2 separate regions of the Nothobranchius furzeri genome follow, and region 2 is linked to region 1. A link is a contact called in public Micro-C data. All regions are on one chromosome and are shown on one strand. Each heading gives the region's core, a stretch centred on a gene start, on an enhancer-like site or on the middle of the called end of the contact. The rest is flanking DNA. Distances are from core to core; before and after follow the strand shown. Region 1 has its middle 140 kb from the start of LOC107381080. Region 2 has its middle 200 kb from the start of LOC107381080.

Region 1 (6,763 bases), core at 1,240-3,739:
TTATAATCTGCGAGTTTGTGTGGTTGCTGAGTCTACACTGAGCAAACGCTGCAGAACCAAAGCCAGTAACCAGGAGCGACCCAGAAGTTATTTCTTGTACCCCTAAGAATCCATGGCATGTTTTTGCTTTTTATTTTAATATTGGGTGAAGCACGCTAGAGGCTAACATTGAGCGAACAATGCTAACGATGAATTAGAAGCAAATATCTCAAACTACTTTATCTACCACCAAAAACTCAATGTTACAGTGAAATGCGTGTGTGAAGTGAACAGTGAGTCAATCGTGACGTTTTACTTCCTTTAATGACTCGTTCAGTACTATAACAGCAAGATGGCAAACAACCGCACTTCCCTTGACGCTGGGGATAAACTGCCATAATAAGTGTAGTGAGTGCCCTCTACTGTCAAACACCCAAGAGTGCTAACATCAGACATGACAATTTATTAGTAACGCAAGGTTTAAAGGGTATACATATAACCGGTGTGATTTTGGCATATTACTTAAAAGTATAGACAACAGGCTAACCGGATGTGCTTGCTGATGATGTCATCGAGGAGCTCAACAGTGTTAGCTTCAGGGGAGCAACGTGGTGAGTGGAGTCTGTCAGCCTAACCAGAATCAGGGGAAGATGCAGCTGAAGCTTACGTCGCCAAGAGAAGTTATGAATTTTCAATGGTATTTTACCAACAGCTGACTAAAACCCGCGGCCACATAGCAGTGGCGTATTTAAATCACCGCTTGCTAGCCGCAATGTACCTTCGGAATTCACCAAAAACGTATGTTTTGCACGTAAACGTTGCCCACATCACAGGTGAGCTTCAGACGGCAGGTTATTGAGTCTCACTTCCTGATGTTTGGACATCTCAACAGCAACGCAACTATCACTGACTTGCAACATGAATGTTTTATCATTGCAAATAAGACAAATCTGGAGAATCTTCTGCCGTGTGGTGAAGTTGCTAATGCTAGTGTTAGCCTAAACTAGCCTAGACATCTGCTGCTGTTAAAACAACAGCCTTCCTCATCATAAGTCAAGATTGGTGAGTCTATGAATGCTAATTCACAGTGTTACATAGATCTGTCGGGCTTTTCAAATCCCAGATTTTAACTGTCTATTTCCTATCAGAAGCTAAAGCAGGAGATAGGTGTAGAAGACTGTTTTCATGTTTAGCCTGCATGAAAAACTCAGAATGACAGAAACTTTTAAAATAGTTTTTCAGAGAACCACACCTTTAAAAACGGACTGCAGTAACCACATTTAACCACAGGGTGTCATTCTTACAAATTACACCTTTAAGTTGACAAAATAATCCTCAAGATTTATTTTTCTTATATTAAATCCGCATGTTGGAGAGATGTGGGGAAGAATGACGGAAAGAGGGTCAAAACTGGTTGTTTCTAATTGACCAGATAACAATAGGGGCTGTTTAAAGGGGTCTGAAAATAATTCTTGTTTGCCAAGAAGTCATAGAATGTTTAACAAATGCTTTTATGAACCCTACCTTCGTCATATTTGATGGTTGTTCCGCCAGAAGAATTATTACACTCACTTGAAGAGCTTAAGTAGCTAGCTTAACAGCTAATTTCTGCTCAGGTAAGCACAAGATGTGGAATTATGATGCAGCTGCAAATGCCTATAAAGTGTAATTAGCATGAACTACAATACAATTTGTATTCAGACACTTGTAACAGATCTCACTCAGTCTGGTTTGGTCTAATCTGTCTTTATTCAAACTGAGGCCCTTCATAGAGGTTCCTATGATATTCCACAAAAACATGCTTCAAAACCTTTGAGGTTTTACTTAGACTTCACAAAAGCTAACTAGATCTGTCAGGTGTCCTATAAACACTCACTTTATTATAAACAAATGTGTGGGTGTCACACATCATTCACTGCTTAGACATGTAATAAATATTAAATTAGAACATCAGCTGTTGCCTTCCTTGTTCAACGTGGAGCTTATGTGATGAAATTAATATTTCTGCATGAATGTGCACGTTTGAGACTAAATCCAACTTCAGCTGCAGTAGAACATCGCCCCCTGTTGACCATCATCCACAGTCAAGCCTCCAGAACGATTGGACCTATTTGAGCTTCTGCTGCCTCCTGTTGGCCAACACAGGAACTGCACAGCCCTGACAGGTTTGAGGTAAATGAGTCCTGATGAAACACCAGAGGGCGAAAAGGAGCTCCCTGGTTAAAAGTTGGCAATCCCATGTGGAAAGTTCAGTCCAGAGGCCTTGCTGAAGTTTGATTTCATCTGAAACCCCCCCCCCCCCCCCCTCCCCTAATACTAATTTTAAGCACAAACACACATTAGAGTTAAATAGCAGATTTAATTGAAAAACTGATTATATTTGGCTTTTTGCACAAAGGTTTGTGGGCAATATCTTCTATGGGACACAACAAAGTCTGACGAAGCATTTGCTGAAGGGAAAATATATTGTGACACAAACCTCCTATTCATTATTTTGGTTCTAATCCAGGATTTTTTTTCCCGCAGTCGGAGTCCTGGCGAGCATCTGCTGTATATGCAAACACCCGCCCTCACACCTTCTCACTCATATTCGAATGAGATAAAATTTTAATGACCCTTCTGGGAAAGCTAGGCATCTTTTCACACGAGGCTACAACACACACACACACACAACGTGGTGGCAGGTGAATGTTTTGGGCCAAAAATGGACGTTTTGTGTGGTGGGTGAAGCCGTAATGACTAAAACAGTGCAGGTTGGAAATCCAAACCCAACAGAGACAGAAGAAGGAGGTTGCTGAGCTTCAGAATGGGAGAAACAGGTGAATTTGAGAGATTATTTTGTGCTAAAAGTGAAATAGGTGTAGAAATGGATCAATGGAAAGGTCAAAAAGTGAACAGGAAGTCATTTGTTTCTGATATGAGCTCATCGGTGCAGCCTAAATTGCAGAAAGTAGCAAAACTCTTCTCATAAAAAGCTACCTGTGCAGGCAAAATTACATACATACACATACACACACACACACACACATACACACACACACACACACACACACACACACACACACACACACACACACACACACACACACACACACACACACACACACACACACACACACACACACACACACACACAGCAGCTCACATGCCATCAAAGCCCTCATTGTTTTCCTCCTTATCACTTTCCCTTCTGCCGTTTTCCCTTCCTGCACTCCCTTACCTGCCCTTATCTCACCTCCCTTTCATCTTAGGAGAGGCCTCCGAGGACCCAGGACAAAGAGAGCAGGAGAGGAGGCACGAAGGAGCACCAGCAGCAGAGGCATGAGAAGAGAGAGGAGATGCAGAGAAGCTGAGAAGAGACGGAAGCGTAGCCCGCCTTATCGGAGATAACACACACACACACACACACACACACACACACACACACACACACACACACACACACACAGGGGCCATTGTTGTACGGTTTTGCTGCTGGGCCTTGTGATCACACAGGCTCAGAATGATGAACGTGTGGCCCCTCTTTCTTCCTCGCTCCTCCTTTCATCTCCTCTTGACCCGTCTCTGGATGCTCAAAGGCCTCCTCTCTTCCTCCTCCCAGTCCTCGTCAGCTCTGGTGGTTTTTCACGTACGCAACGACAAATTAAATGTTTGTCTTTCAAAGAAAACTTTTATGAGTTTGATGCATTTGCTTTGTTGTTTGCATTTGGACTTCTCGGGTTTCTTCTCACACGAAACCCTCACCTGGCGACCTGACAGAGATTTCCTACAACAGAACAGAAAGATCTGCTAAAACCCAACTCTAAAATAATGACTGACACCAAACATCGAGTCCATCGTGTCTGTCCTTCTTCCGTCCTCAAAAACCTCAAATCAGGCTCTGCAGTAAGTTTCCTCTGGTTGAACGTAGACTTAGACAGATATGGGGTTTTCTATTGTCGATGCCGATGCCGATATGTAGAGGTTATGGTCAGCCAGCATGTTAATCAATTAGTTAATCAAACAAATTCATGAATTAAATATACAAAACAGGTAAATAAAAACAAATGCCACTTGACTAAAATGTTTAAAGCAGATCTCTTTCAGTGATGTAAATATACAGTCCAATAAAACTTGGCAGCAGCACTGGGCTGCCCATGGATGTGCCCGACTTTAAATCATTCATTTATTTGCTGAATCTTGTAATATAAGACTGAACTGGATGCATAAATCTGACTTCACATCTAGATTTTTTAATACACTGCTAAAACAGATTTTCAAGACGGTAACAAAAGGCTTGGTTTTAGATCTTATTTTCAGTCTGAAAAGAAAAATGGCTTCATCTGCAAAAGCACTGACTACTTGAAATAAAGTTTATATTCTCAAATATGATCCAAAGTTTTTAGTTATGAGTAGAAAAGCAACCCGCTAATGGGGAAAGCAAACGTGGCTTGGCTTCAGGCGACGGGATCTGGAGTCTTGTTTCCTGATATTTGGCCATCTCTCCTCTGATTGGCTAACAGCAATGCGACCATCACTGACTCAATAGGGAGGCCAAGTTACGTACATCTACTTCCGGACCATGGGCCCTGGAAGAACGAAAGAAAATATAATAATAATAAATAAAACATGGATGCAAATCAATGCAAGTCAATGAGGCTGAAACAAGGGGCCATTATGGTCTACATTTTTTGAAGCCAAGGAGGAGGGGCTAAATTGCAGTTCCAGCCTCATCCACCAGGGGGTGGCACCAGAAGTGAGCAAATCCTCATTGACTTGTTAAAATACCAATTTCACAGCAAACATGTTTACAGCCTAGTTCCAAAACCATTTTAGGTTGAATAGATCTAGTTTATATTCATGACAACCCTGAGGGGGCAAATTTTTGGTAACTTTTTTTTAAGTGGAATGAAATGCTTAAAATTCTGAGTAATTAATTAGCACCAGAGTCACGTGACTTAAGAGCTAGCTCCGGAGAAAGGCCTCAGCCTGGACCTGGGCCTCACGTTAATAGATGTTCGACCATTTCGACTCTCTGAACTTTAGCTTTGTCTGTGTCTGTGTTTGGATGTTAATCATGGAATTACTTGGACAAAAAGGGCAAGCTGTGGTTGTTGACTGCGCTAAAAGATCATCCAAGCAGTTTCTGCTTCTTTTTATCGTAAGTAAAATGATATTTCTGTACTTTATTTCGCTGGTTCAATGGGGGTGGGGGGGTATGCTGTCATTTAACTGCTTGTTCAAACATGTTAGTGGGACTGCTGGCTGGATAAGGAACTTGAGCTGATGCCTGTCTTCTGTCTCCTGCCCGAGACAAGTTGCTAGAGCAGGCGGTTGGCTGTTCCTGTTTCCTGCGGCAGCCAACATGCGGACTGGCTCCCATGTAATGCTGTAGTAACGCTTGAAGCATCATTTGCAATCCTAGGATGACCTAGGATGATCATGTCTTTCTTAGCACAGAATGGCTCTACTATGATTGGCTATTTCATTTAGCAGCAAGCCGTCTTCCCATGCTAAGTGAAGACTGTTCTCCTGCCATCGCCACAAACAGAAAGCTATTTTGGGGAGTTTTGTAAAGAAAATATGAACTTAGCACTATAATATCCAGAGGCAAGAAAGATAGGACCTTCCTTGGACATACTATGATTGCAAATGACGTGACCGGGAGCCCTGGCCTTTCAGATCAGCTCTTTCTTCACAGTTGGAGATCAGTGGGACATTAGCTACATGCTAACCTAAAGCTAACAGAGTTTTTCCGGGCAACTTGAGCAAGACAAATGCGGTAGAGCGACGATGCTGGAGACGTTTTACCGTGTTAGAATGTAGCCAATGTCCCACTGATATCCGCCCGTGGAGAAGGAGCTGATCTGGAAGGCCAGGGCTCCCGGTCGCAGCTGTCTGCTTGTAATTTAACAGTCCCAGTCCATATTAAATCGCCACAGGCGACCAGAATGACTACAGCCTCGCATTGAAGTTGGTTGGCCATGCGGGTGGGCTACCCTGCTGTCTCTGGTGCCTGTCTTAGCTTCTTGGGTAAGCTCAGTTAGCTAGTAGCTAGATTGGTTTCATTTGTTCCAACCCTGTTCCAAACGTAACAGCCCCACCCTCAGCTCCACCTCTTTTCCCATTTTTGGACTGTCTGGGCTCCCATTTTTGGCTTCAACTTGGGTGGGCTATATCCTTATTTTTATATGTTGATGGGCTAATAATGCTGTTTTCTAATCCCATTTGTTATGGGATTTCCCATATGATGTTAGTGAATTTTAAAGATGCATTTTGACACCAAGAACGTGCTTATTTTGAAACGGGGGGCAAATGCTATTTTGGGTTATGTAAGAAAATACGTCTAAGACTACAAATGCGCTTCACGAAAATGACGTCATTGAACTAGGCACGGAAAAAGGCAGACGGAAAATGGCTGTAAGTTCAGCAAACTTCAAATCTTTCCTTTAGGACGAAAGAACCACCATGAATATGGCCGTGTGGTAAGTAGCAGCTACGCTAGGGGAGAAGAGATTATGTGGTGAAGTCATATGCTGACGTGCTGATGTCTGATTTGTAGTCATGCTAATTAAGAACTTTTACAAGCTGATAAATCTCAAAGTACATGACTGACATGGCCAAAACACACTTCATTATTTTTAATTTAAATAGAAGTTTAACATATGTGTGATTCAGGGCATAAGACAAAGTGGATTACAAAATGGTTATTTTAGCCCCGTTGACTTGTATTCATTTTTTTCGTTCTTCGGGGGACCATGAACTGACCAAAAGGGAAAAGACGTAGGCTCCCTATTTGCTTTGC
Region 2 (6,096 bases), core at 1,524-4,023, 66 kb after region 1:
CATGCAGGACACAAACTTGAATTCTGACCAATTTTTTACCAATTGTTTTTAAATCAGGAAGCTTCAATCTAATCTATATGCATGCATTCGTTGTTTAAACATGTAAATTGCGGCATGGACTTTAATGAAACTCAGAAAGCAAGAAGGCTAAAGCTCAAGTCGTTTTACAAAAACTGAGTCAAAGTTTCATGCATTAGTAGAGCAGTAGGGTGTAATTTACAGTATAGACTTTGAATGCTAACATATCTAATGGCAAGCCAAGATTTGACTGTAAATCAGTCATTTTTCAACGTAAGATGAAGTAGGTCCATTATGATAATCATTCAGGAGCTGATTCATGAATTAAATATCACTTAATTTTGCACAATGCTTATTAGTTTGTTTTTTCTGGCTTGTATTGAACATGGCCTGTCAATATAGCACCTTCTAAGGTTCTACAACCGCCCAAGGACTTTACAACACAACCAGTCAATGGGCTAAGTGTCTCCTCCCCGTGAAGCTAGACTTGGATCTGAAGCCCGCCTCCCCTGAAAGTTGGTCACTTACGTCCACTGTCTCTGAGTTGGGGGTATAGAGTGGTTGATTTCACGCTGCAGTTGAGAACGTTTTAGTCTGACTGTTGTGTCACAGAAGACTGATAGAAACCTCCACCGGTACTAGAGTGGATACTCTGAGAAATTACTTATGCTTTGAGGATAAAACAGCACTGTAAACGTAATGTTCTGTCCACAAAGACGTGCGAAAGGACCAGCACAGAACGTGTCTAAGGCGACTGAACAGTAGCAGCAGGTTTGGTGGGTTAGTGGATAGAGCACCTGCCTTGCTTGGTGTTTTGCTATGACCTTAAACCAGTTCATTTCCAGGTCGTGGTAGTACCTGTGGTTCTATTAAATACACAACTAACCCTTTTTTCCATCCATCCATTATTGGCTGCTTATCTGGGGTCAGTAGCCTAAGCAGGGAGGCCCAAACTTCCCTCTCCCTAGCCACTTGGGCCAGCTGCTCCGAGGGAATCCCATGGTGTTCCCTGGCCAGCCGTGTAACAGTCCCTCCAGCGTATCCCGAGTCTTCCTTTAGGTCTTCTCCCAGTTGGATGTGCCTGGAAAACCTCACCAGGGAGGCGCCCAGGAGGCATCCTAACTAGATGTCTGAGCCACCTCAACTGGCTTCTCTCGATGTGGAGGAGCAGTGGGTCTAACCCTCCCGGATGACCGAGCTCTGGGAATCAAACTGGCATCAGGACGTGTAAAAACCAGATGAAAGGCAGTTGCTTTAACTGCTAGACCACTAAACCTAATACAACTATTGAACTGCCTAAAGACGGCTGTTGTACATGCCGGAGCGGGCACCGGCACTTTTTCCAAAGACGCTTCTTCTCATTGGTCATTGCTTCATCATTGCCCATGATGCTTTGAGAGTTATATTAAAAAATGGGTGGAGCTCAGGCTGGTGGAGGTGAGATTTCAGTGAATGAATGCATTTGATTTCCAGGTACAAAGACAGGCTGATGAAAATAACTCACATTTAAGATAAAACAACATCTCAGTAGTGCCAACAGTAAGATTTTATCATTTTCTGTGCCTACCTTTGCTCTAAAATGTTCAAAATAGCATGATCTGGCTCCTATAAATATAAAATAATTTTTTTTAAAGATCAGATATTTGTGGACAGTGAGTATTTCTAACTTGCTGATTTTGGCCTTCATCTTGAAGAGCTTGGACACCCTTGAGTTAAGCCAAGTGTTGGCTCTTTATCCTCACATGACCATCAAACCCTTCACAATAAGAGCCTCATAAGTGCATTTACCCAGCTAAAAAATAAATACCAGCTACTGGTCATTGAAATATCCTACAGTCAGTATGACACGGTGTAAACGCACAAAGGACCGGATGAGTGCATCAGATTTTTACCCAGCAGAGTTTTTATTTTAAAGTGGGTTTCCAGCTGTGAGTGGGAAATTAAATATCTGATATGAACATATTCTAAAAGCTACTGATCTCCATTGCTGTAATAAGTTTTATCCCTACACCAAAGTCACAACCCTCCAACACTGCACTCACAACCACACAAGGCTCTTACATACACAGGGGACCATGGTAACTGTTGCTGTTTGGCTCCTTTTATCCACATAGAGCCCACCACCACCTCCAGGCAACCTTTGCTCCAGCAGCCTGGCACGATGACACACCTTTTCACACATGACCTAAACATAACTGAGGCTTCAAAGCCTTTAAAATAGATAATTTCGGCCCAAATGTGTTGTTTGTATTCTGCACAAGCAGTGCACTACGTGCACATTGCTTATCACGCACAGATGTATCTGTGTGTATGTGTATGAGCCAGACCCTGGCCCTGATGAAATCATATTAATCCCCAGGATCACTAAAGCCCAGCTGGTGGCAATCTGGGACACTCCCACCCCCCCCCCGACAGTCGCCAACCGACTCAGCCAGGACCAAGCCGGGACCAGGAGTCGTAAGCTGCTTTCTCTGTGACAGCCACCACATGCCGCACAAAGACACTGGCTGGCATACGGGGGCAAAGTATGTACAGAAAGAAGCAAATAATATATATAAACAAAATGCAAAAGACATACCAGCACTAATGCAGGCAATGTCTCCACATCATCATGAAACTACACAGAGTCTGTTCTCATCATCTGCTGCTGCTTTTCACTATGAAATACATTTTATAATCCTCACAGACCACCTTAAAAACATGACCCTTCTCTAAGAAGTCTAAGACGAGTTTTAGACGGTGCAACACTGACACCCACAGGCAGAAATGAACAACTGCATGCAAATATATTTAAGGTGGACCGGTGCATTAAACACAGTCAAATCCAGCCTGAAAGCCTTCATGTGGTTTGCAGAAATAATTTTCAAACAGTTAAAAAAGAATTTATGCCAACACAAGCACAAAAGGAAATAAAGACAGACACAACTAGGTTAGTGTGTACAAAACACTGGCTCTGCAAGAAATCCAAAACTTTCTTCCTAAGTTTGTGCAGTTAGAATGTGATTGTTTCAGGAGGAGAATATATACGAACAAAAATAGAGGCTTCTGATTGAGTTAACTTAACATAAGTGGATGGAAAACGATCTACAAGCTTAGCTGAAGTGCTTCTGTGATCTAAATCTACAATAAAAAGAACACATCAGTTTGTTTTTCCAGCTTTTAGCCTCTTTACGCCTATCTGTGTGCTTGGGATGAAAGACGTTCAACATCAAGCACATTGTACTAATAACCTTCGGGCAGTGAAAGATTAGATAAAATGCAGAGGCTTCAGGACACAATGGATAGAAGAAAGACCAGAGATAGTGGTGGCAACAAGACACAGTCCAGGGCTGGGGATTAGATTGGGTGTGTGTGTATGTGGGGGGGTGGGGGGTGGGGGTGGGGGGGGGGGGGGGTTCTGTATCCAGAGGATATCCTGCACGAGCTAGAGACAAATAACTTTGATATCATGCCCATTCCGACACAGCTTACCTCCATTTCCTCAGGTTGGGTCCACTTTCCAGCCAAATTCCTCTCTATTTACTGCTCACGCAAATCTTCTTAATGAACACGTCACAGGACAATTTCACGGCTGTCATTTTAACTAGCAAGAGTAGTGAGAGCACAGGTTTGCTAACGAGGGTCGTTCTTTCAAAAGGACTTCAGCACTTGTTAGCACACCTGTGCTCTCACTGCTCTCGCAAGTCAAAACAGCTACTGTGAAAGGGTTAGCCACCATGCTAGCATCAGAAATCCCTTAAGCAAACTTGCTTTTGAAATCTCCTGTCTAGTATGGTTTTTTCAAGTCATCACAAGACCTCTGCTATACATTCTAACCACCGTATTGGAAGTACATTTTAAACACATTGTGTCGTAATCATGAATTATTTAAAAATATACCGTACTTTCCAGAGTATAAGTCGCTCCGGAGTATAAGTCGCACCAGCCATAAAATGTATATTGAAGAAGAAAAAAAAACATATATAAGTCGCACTGGACTATAAGTCGCATTTTGGGGGGAAATTTTATTATTTTTCTTACAAAATCTGAGACCAAGTGTTTCACATTGCAAGACAAGTACCGGTAACAATAACAGAATAAACAACGCGGGCGCAGCAGCGCGCCATGGTCTCCAGCAGAGGATAAAAGGTGTTTCAAACCCTCCCAGCGGGGCAGAGGAGCAGAAACCTGGACCGGAGCTGGCCCGCAGCAGCAAGGTATACATAATTTGGTATATAAGTCGCAGGACCAGCCAGACTATGAAAAAAAGTGTGACTTATAGTCCGGAAAATACGGTAGTAAGAACACATTTCTGGACATATTAACCATGTGCTAATCAACACATTTAGAGAAAGGATGCAGCAATGATCTGTGGGAGAGTAAGAAAACCTATTTTGAACATCTAACGCTGCACACTTCTGATTCGCTAATGAAATGAAGAGACTCTGAGGCTTTCGGTAACAGCTTGAAACAATTCACAAAAAGCTGCTGGTTGTTTCCATGTTTGTTGATTTTATCCAAGTAAAAATGATGTTTCTGTTCACCTGTGTGATCTAGTCACAAACCTGGGAGTTTCTAATTTAGTTAAAAGGATGATGCTATTTAAGAATTTTGCATTTAGCTCTATCCTCGCTTGTATCCAGCTTAGATCCTCTCCTGTCAGATTTACCACTTTTCAGCTCTATTCCATTAAAATTGAACAATTTAGTGAACAACTCCTATCAAACCAAACTTTCACTGCAGATATTCACATTTTTATACTTTTATTCGCAAAAAAAAGCCTCTTTTATAGCTTAGCTGTTGTGGCCCATGGTCAACCTATCACCATGACAATAAGACGATCAAGCAGAACCCCCTTAGTAACAATCTGGCCAAACAGATCTGAAAAATTATTACCACAATATTTTAACCAATGAAATTTTTAAAGTGAAATTATCATTTGAGCTACGATAACTAGCTGCTTTCTGTAATTCATCCATCCATCCATCCATTTTCAGCCGCTTATCCGGAGTCGGGTCGCAGGGGCAGCAGCCTAAGCCAAGATGCCCAGACTTCCCTTTTCCCAGCTACTTGGACCAGCTCTTCCAGGGGAACTCCAAGGCGTTCCCTGGCTAGCCAAGAAACATAGTCCCTCCAGCGTGTCCTTGGTCTTCCCTTGGGTCTCCTTCCAGTTGGACATGCCCAGGAAACCTCACCAGGGAGGCGTCCAAGAGGCATTCTGACCAGATGCTTGAGCCACCTCAACCGGCTCCTCTCGATGTGGAGGAGCAGCAGGTCTACTCCAAGCCCTTCCCGGATGACTGAGCTTCTCACCATATCCGTAAGGGAGAGCCCAGCCACTCTGCTGAGAAAATTCATTTTGGCCGCTTGTATCCGCAGTCTTGTTCTTTCGGTCACTACCCAGAGCTCGTGACCTTAGGTGAGGGTAGGGACGTAGATCGACGGGTAAATTGAGAGCTTGCCTTCTGGCTCAGCTCTCTCTTCACCACAACAGACCGGTACATCGCCCGCATCACTGCAGATGCAGCACCAATCCGCCTGTTGATTTCACGCTCCAGCTTTCCCCCACTCGTGAACAAGACCCCTGTAATTAATCATTTCAGGCATCTTAATCGTTAATTTAAATGAACTAGCATTCAGTGATACATTTTGACCCTTTGTTCATTTAGTTTTCCTGCGCAATAACATCCCTCTACTACGTATTTCCCAGCAGTGATGAGCTGCTAATGAGCAACTGCTAGGGAGTGACTTTTTTCTGTTTAGTGTCTCTCTCTCTAACTACAGACAAATATAACTAAAAACAGAGACTCCCTCGTCTCCACCACCAAAAATCCTCTGGCTTTGCTGTCTTTCATATTTGACACAGAGTAGTCTACTCTGGCAATAAAAAAAGCCTCTATTTCCTTCAGGGAGACATGGGCTTAATGAAAACAGATTGCAGGAGTGGAAATACGAGGCCTTCGCCAACATTTGGAATCTCAGAAAAGGAGGAAAAAAAACTTTTAAACATAAACTGAAGCTGTGAGAAAATGACCAAAATAGGAAATATTTCTGTTGTATTTTTCTATCCTGTTCAGAGCTGATGAAGTTCAGGTCATC

The links. A called contact is a pair of places that touch in the nucleus more often than the background predicts.
Region 2: a contact with region 1 is called in a Micro-C map of tail fin, with 20 times the contacts expected there. The contact joins two enhancer-like sites. A contact is called at or near these places in 2 of 2 Hi-C or Micro-C datasets (skeletal muscle and tail fin).

What each region holds. Positions count from the first base shown.
Region 1 is chr14:50,242,997-50,249,759 of NfurGRZ-RIMD1, forward strand. No RefSeq gene overlaps it. Among protein-coding and RNA genes, the nearest start is that of LOC107381080, 140 kb to the left of the region's middle. Within about 2 kb of position 2,490, at least 1 of the 3 cell types and tissues checked has an H3K27ac peak or open chromatin away from gene starts, as enhancers often do. A contact at or near this core is called in tail fin, where this site is marked.
Region 2 is chr14:50,308,833-50,314,928 of NfurGRZ-RIMD1, forward strand. No RefSeq gene overlaps it. Among protein-coding and RNA genes, the nearest start is that of LOC107381080, 200 kb to the left of the region's middle. Within about 2 kb of position 2,774, at least 1 of the 3 cell types and tissues checked has an H3K27ac peak or open chromatin away from gene starts, as enhancers often do. A contact at or near this core is called in tail fin, where this site is marked.